Linked DNA regions of Ovis aries: region 2 is linked to region 1. A link is a contact called in public Hi-C data. All regions are on one chromosome and are shown on one strand. The core of a region is the stretch at or near the end of the contact, and the rest is flanking DNA. Distances in the headings are between cores, read along the strand shown.

What was found. A called contact is a pair of places that touch in the nucleus more often than the background predicts.
Region 2: a contact with region 1 is called in a Hi-C map of tail adipose tissue, with 2.8 times the contacts expected there. The contact joins the promoter of TMEM230 here to the promoter of RASSF2 in region 1. A contact is called at or near these places in 2 of 16 Hi-C or Micro-C datasets (blood and tail adipose tissue).

The regions. Positions count from the first base shown.
Region 1 is chr13:46,779,208-46,782,202 of ARS-UI_Ramb_v3.0, reverse strand. RASSF2 (Ras association domain family member 2) reads left to right here and starts at 1,464. Exons shown (of 11, transcript XM_060396888.1): 1 at 1,464-1,524.
Region 2 is chr13:47,043,536-47,046,530 of ARS-UI_Ramb_v3.0, reverse strand. TMEM230 (transmembrane protein 230) reads left to right here and starts at 1,603. Exons shown (of 4, transcript XM_012188661.4): 1 at 1,603-1,773. PCNA (proliferating cell nuclear antigen) reads left to right here. Exons shown (of 6, transcript XM_004014340.5): 6 at 1-147.

The DNA of each region.
Region 1 (2,995 bases), core at 215-2,714:
GTTTGCAAGAAAACATGAAAAACTACCTGGCTGCTTTCTTCAACAGGAGCGTTAAGCCCCAGTGATGGAAGTGACGGCCACTCTTTGGCATATGTCTGGGGTGGAGGGAAGGCCAGTCTATGATGAAAGAGAAGAGCTGGCTCCTCAGAGAAGACTTTCTGGGTTACTGGAAGCCCTTCAAGTTCTATATTTGCTTCTTACGGAGCTCTCCCTGTAATTCTAACCTTAATGTTGGAGGGAAATCCTCATGTCCTCATAATACATTTCCCTTCTGAAGGTGCTCCTATTATCTGCAAAGCAAAGAAGCTTACTGAGAATTAACTCCAAAGTTTGGGGTGTGGGAGGGAGGATTAATGATTGAGCTTTGTGTTTTACAGCTCACTGGAAAGGAACCAGAAGAGTTTTTTCCTATAGAAAAAGTTGATCAGTGGTCTCCTTGTTCTGGGGTAGCTGACACAGTTTTCACCACTAACCTTCAGCTGCATTTTGGATTCAAAAGACTTTTGTGGCCAGCCTGGGAAGCACATCACCATTTATAACATTGTTTCTAAGGGAAACACATTCCATGCACCAAACAATGAATTTATAAAGTGTGTCTGGCTTCCAGGAGGGATGAGCTGACCCAGCTGTACCCTGAGGTATAGTTTAACCCTTAGTCTCTGACACCAAAAGGCCTGGAGATCAACTCTACAGGTCTGGAGTATGTATGTTAGTCGCTCAATCGTCTCTGACTCTGCGACCCCATGGACTATAGCCCGTCAGGCTCCTTTGTCCATGGAATTCTCCAGGCAAGAATACTGGAGTGGGTTGCCATTCCCTTCTCCAGGGGATCTTCTCGACTCAGGGATAGAACCAGGTCTCCTGCATTGCAGGAAGCCCATAGTATGTTTGTGGGGCTGGGGGAGAATTGCGATAAGAAGGAGGGAACAGATAAGGCGCCCCTCATCTGGGGTGCTCTAGGGATCCCTGTGCACTGAGAGGCCATGAGGCTCAGGGATGGCTAAGAGGGGGAGGTGAGAGGACAAAGAAACTTGGCCTCCATATTGGTGTCATGTGTGCCAGCCCGCGAAAGCCCGCGAAGTCCAAGGGGCCTTGCTCAGCTCAAACCCTTTCTGGAATAAGCAGGTGTTAGAAAACATATCCCATATTCTCTGCTTGGGGAATCCAGGGCGCTCGACTTGGGCTTCGCGGGGCAGAGTGACTGATCTCTGGGAGTGGCTATCACCGTCCAGAGCGAGCCAAGGGCCAAGACTACATCCCTTTCGGAGGTTTTGGAGAACGCGGTGAGCAAGCCAGCTCATTCTCCCCACCCTCTTACTTCTACCCCTCCACCCCAGGCCGGAAGAGGCGCTGGCAGCCTGAGCCCTGACTCGCAGGAGGGAAGGAGGCGACGCGCAGCCACAGCTTTGTCTGGGAGGGAGGGGAGAAGCCCCGCCCCCAGGGGGCGGGGGGCCGCGAGAGGAGGGGGAAGAAGAAAGGCTAGGGAAGGAGGGTGGAGGGAGCGGTGGAGAGCTAGAGAAAAGAGTAAGGGAGGGCGGTCAGATCCGATAGAGGCAGATAAAGACGGAGGGGCGGGAGAGAGGACAAGGAAGGGCGGAGGGGGGCGGGGCGCCCGACCCCCAGCTGCGCGGCTGCAGCCAGCTCTGCCGAGCTGCTAGGGATCCTGGCCCGCCGATTGCTGAACGAGCTCCGTGGCCACCCCCGCCCCCCTACTTTCCAATTCCACGGTCCCCGCAGCGCGCGCGAGATGCAGCCGGTTCCGGACGCAGGCAAGGCGCGGGGCGCGGGCGGCTGGGAGCAAGCCTCCCGGAGCAAGTTGCGGGGCGCGAGGTGTGGTGTACTGGGCGGTCCTCTCTCCCCTCGCTGAAAGTTTGCTCGCAGTGTCCCCTGCTTCTTCCGTGTCAACCCCTCAGTGCCTCGGCGCCCTCCTTTCCCAGACGCTGGGGGTTCCAGGCTGTGCGGGCTCCGCTGGGGCCGCGTAGGCGCGGAACCCCGGCCAGCCTGCCTTCTGAGGGACAAAGTTGTGGTCCAGGCTCTTCCTTCCCCTTCGATTCCCTGGGGGTTTCTTCCTTCTCTCCGCGCCAAGGGCGGCGGCAGGAAGCCCCCCACCCCCCAACCTTATTCCCGGGGTCCCCCGGGACTCCCTGGCGAGAAGTTGCCGGGCGGGCAGGTGCAGGGACGTCAGACCCCGACAGCCCGGGGGTTTGGGTGGGTGGTGGTGTCCGATCCTAATCCGGTTCTCTTCTTCCCGACTGAACCGAGGGTTCCCTGGAGGCGCGTTCCAACCAACAGCGCCTGAGCCTCCCTTGGCCTTCAGAAGGGCGTTGGACGCGTTGGGGGCCTCGGTCCTCCTTGCACTTCCCCTTTGCCGGCTCTTGGCCTGCCTCCAGAGCCTGAGGTCGTTGAGAACCTCGGCTTTGCGTCCTGTCTCACTGAAGAGGCAAGTGCCTTGGGCCGACTTCGGCCACCACTGCATTTTGAGCCCCTGCATTGCACTCAGTTCCTAAGCTGGGAAAGCCCTAGGGACAGAGAGAGACACAGTCGCCTGACAGGGAGACATGAGGCTCCATTTTATCCTGGGGCGCTCCTTGGGTCCTGAGTTATTCACTGCACCTCTGCCCCTCAGTGACAGAAGGAGCTGAGGGCCAGGCTTCTGAACCCTGCGATGCACTTTATTCCCAGGTGCGTGGAATCTGGATCCCTAGAGCTTGTTCTCCCAGAGAACAGAGTTGTCTAGAGCTGGCCAAGTTCATAATATGTACTTTACATGTGATGAGTGAATGTAGGCACCAATGAGCTGACAAATAACAATCCCTGTCACAATTGATCTTGGCACAATGGGAAGAAAGAATTAGAAACAATGATTCTTTTAAACAGCTGTGAGACAGAACCAGGGGCCTTCTTTCCAGAGCATCTGGTTGAGGAACCTGGGGTTGGATTTATTTTATTCATCAATCTACATTTACTTACTGGAAACTTTTTCTTCAGGTGGTCT
Region 2 (2,995 bases), core at 354-2,853, 260 kb before region 1:
TGCAAATTCAAATCTGGTCTTGTTAACTGAGTAATACTTCTGCCTTACCTAGGAATAATCCTTATAGTTTTTATAAACAAAAGAGTTTTGACTCTAAATGTGTTTTAAGTATCGTTTTCAATTTAAATAAAAGTCATTTGAATTTAAGCATAGTAGGACAGTGCCTTCATTTGGACTACAGTGATTGCAAGTATCCTAAACAAGTTGTAATTCAACCAGCTCTTTCATGTAACTGCTCTATTTTTTCAGTCTAAAGTATTCCAAATACAGTGAGTATTTTGGGGTGATTCGTTTGCCAAACTTTGGTATTCTGACTTGAGCTCAAGAAATGAAAAGAGTAGAACACATATAATATTTTGTATTAGCAGAAACTAACACTTTACAGAAGCTTAATGTTTGCAAAGTTCAATGGCCTTTATAAGGTCACTTACAGGATTGTTGTAGGGCAGTGTTTTTTTAGCCTAGGGAGCCTTGTACAGGAGTCTTGAAAATGTTAGTAGGTCTGTGATAGGTCCCAAGAAGTATGTGCAAAAATAGTTTTTCTAGTGTAAGTACTTTTGGGAGGGGCAGGGGGGACTTATTCCCTTAAAGGATGAAAATGGTTTCCATGGGTGTCAGGCGTCAACCAAGAAAGTGAAAAAGGCCCAGCAATAATTGTGCTGCAAAGTCACGTATTAAATTCTAGTTATCCGATGGTAGAACTCACTGTATCCAGTAGATAAATTACCTTCCGAGTGTGTTGGGGAAGGAGACTTGACAGCAGAGGGGCCTGCTGGAAGATTTTGGAGTGATAAAAAGTTTTATCTACACTGTGGTGATGTCTCCACTGCATTTGTCAAAAAAACTAACCCAATTGTACTTCAGTATATGTAAATTATACTTTAATAAAGCTTGACATTTTAAAGAGCTTTATGTATTGCAAAATGTACCTTGTGTGCAGCCCTCTTAATAGGGCCTGGCCTGAAGATGTGCAGGAAACAAGCACGGGAATGTAGGGTGCTACTCCAGAGTAGTGAGTGAGGTAGACGGTGGCAGAGACCGCTGCGCAGACCCCGGGAAAGGCAGCCTTCCTTGGTCATACGGAGACCTCCAGCTTTCTGGAGCTTTGTCAGCTCAGCTTGTGCGTTTCGCAGCGCCACTGAGCTCCCTACACTGCCCGGGGGACCGGAAAGAAACACGTGGCCGGGTAGCCCTGGGCCTGACTGTGATCCAGGCGGCGCCGCTGCCTAGGAACCCACCGGCCCCGGCGGGAATGGTGGACAGCCAGCCAGGACTGCAGAGCCTTAGAAAACCCCACGGGGCCGCTCCGCTTGAGCAGCAGTAAGACCCGACGACTTCTGCGGGCCGCTGGAAAGAAAGCGGGCTTGAAACCGAAGAAACTAGAATGAGAAGGCGTCGCCCCCGTTGACGCCACTTCCGGCCCGCAGCCTCCAAAACACACGCCATTTCCGGCGTGTAGCCGGTCCGAGGCGGGGTGGCAGTTGGGGGAGGTCTCGGGCGCTCCAGCTGCCAACCGTGAGCAAGCTGTCCGTGCTCGGGCCCCGGATAAGGCGTGTGTGCTCCCTGGGCGGGAGCGGAAGCGGAAGCGGAAGCGCTCGCCTCAGGCTTTCGGCGCGGCCCAGACTGCGTTCTCCGCCGGTGAAGGCTGGAGTCCTCGGTGTGGAGCATTCACCCTCCCGGGGGACGGCTGGCCGCTTTCCTGAAAGCAGATTTTTCCATCTAAATTCACGTCAGTTCTTATTTCTCTTGCTCGCTGGGTCTGGAAGCGGACAGGGAAGTATTGTGGAGAGGCGCGTAGTGCGAAGCTGTGTGCTAAGTGCTATGCTTAAAAAATTCTTGCAGCATTCAAGTGCTGAAGAAATTTGGGGATTCCGGTGAGGCTGGTAAAAAAGCCTGTTGGGCAGGTACTCAGTAAACATTGCTTTACATTTTTCCTTTTCCCTCTTTTCGAATTGTTACTCTGCTACCAATAAGCAGTCGTCTGGTGTTCCTCACGCCATGCCTATTTTTATGTTTTGATGCAGTGTATGAATAGTTAATGACAGTATGTAAACTTTTAAAGACTGATACAAATCACAGGTGATTAAATGCTCTCAAGACCCCCCATTTATTGGTAGTCTAAACTTAAAAGTTTTATAGAATTAAATTTAGATTATCGTGTAATCAGGATCACAACACTTAAAAACAATTTTTCACATAATTTGATCTAACCATTTTTGAAAAGCATATAAGAAAGCAAACTTATTTTTTCAGTACTTGATTTCTGTATCATTACAAAATTACTAAAAAGGAACGGGAGCGGTTAGCACCAGTTCCTTTATAATGCTAATTAGGTTGTCTGCAGGCCACTTAAAACAGCTTATTAATATTCAGAATTAAGTATATACAACCCACTCCAGTGTTCTTGCCTGGAGAATCCCAGGGACGGGGGAACCTGGTTGGCTGCCGTCTATGGGGTCGCACAGAGTCGGACACGACTGAAGCGACGTAGCAGCAGCAAAGCGCATAGATATGTTTCACTTTTAGAAATCAAGTAACTTGATCAAAATAGGTTTACTTGTTTCATTCACATAACTTTGTGATTTTATGGAGGAAAAGTACACGAATTACAAATGTTTTTCAGTTTAATCTTATCTACTGTCTTTTAAGCTGGTGACGTAATAGCCACGATTTCATTATAGGAGTCAACTTTGACTAGTTTGAACAAAAACCAAGCATTTATTCAGAGTTTTTTTGTTTTGTTTTTGATGTAGCTGAAGAAGGACCTGGAAAGTGAAATTGCTGCTTTCAGTGCTTGGACTGAAGCAGTGCGTGCATGCTCAGTCACTCCAGTTGTGTTGGACTCTCTGCGACCCCAGGGACTGTAGCCCGCCAGGCTCCTCTGTCCATGAGATTCTCTAGGCAAGAATACTGGAGTGGGTTGCCGTGCCCTCTTCCAGGGGAACCTTACCAACCCCGGGACTGAGCTTGGGTCTCCTCCTTTGGACTCTACCCC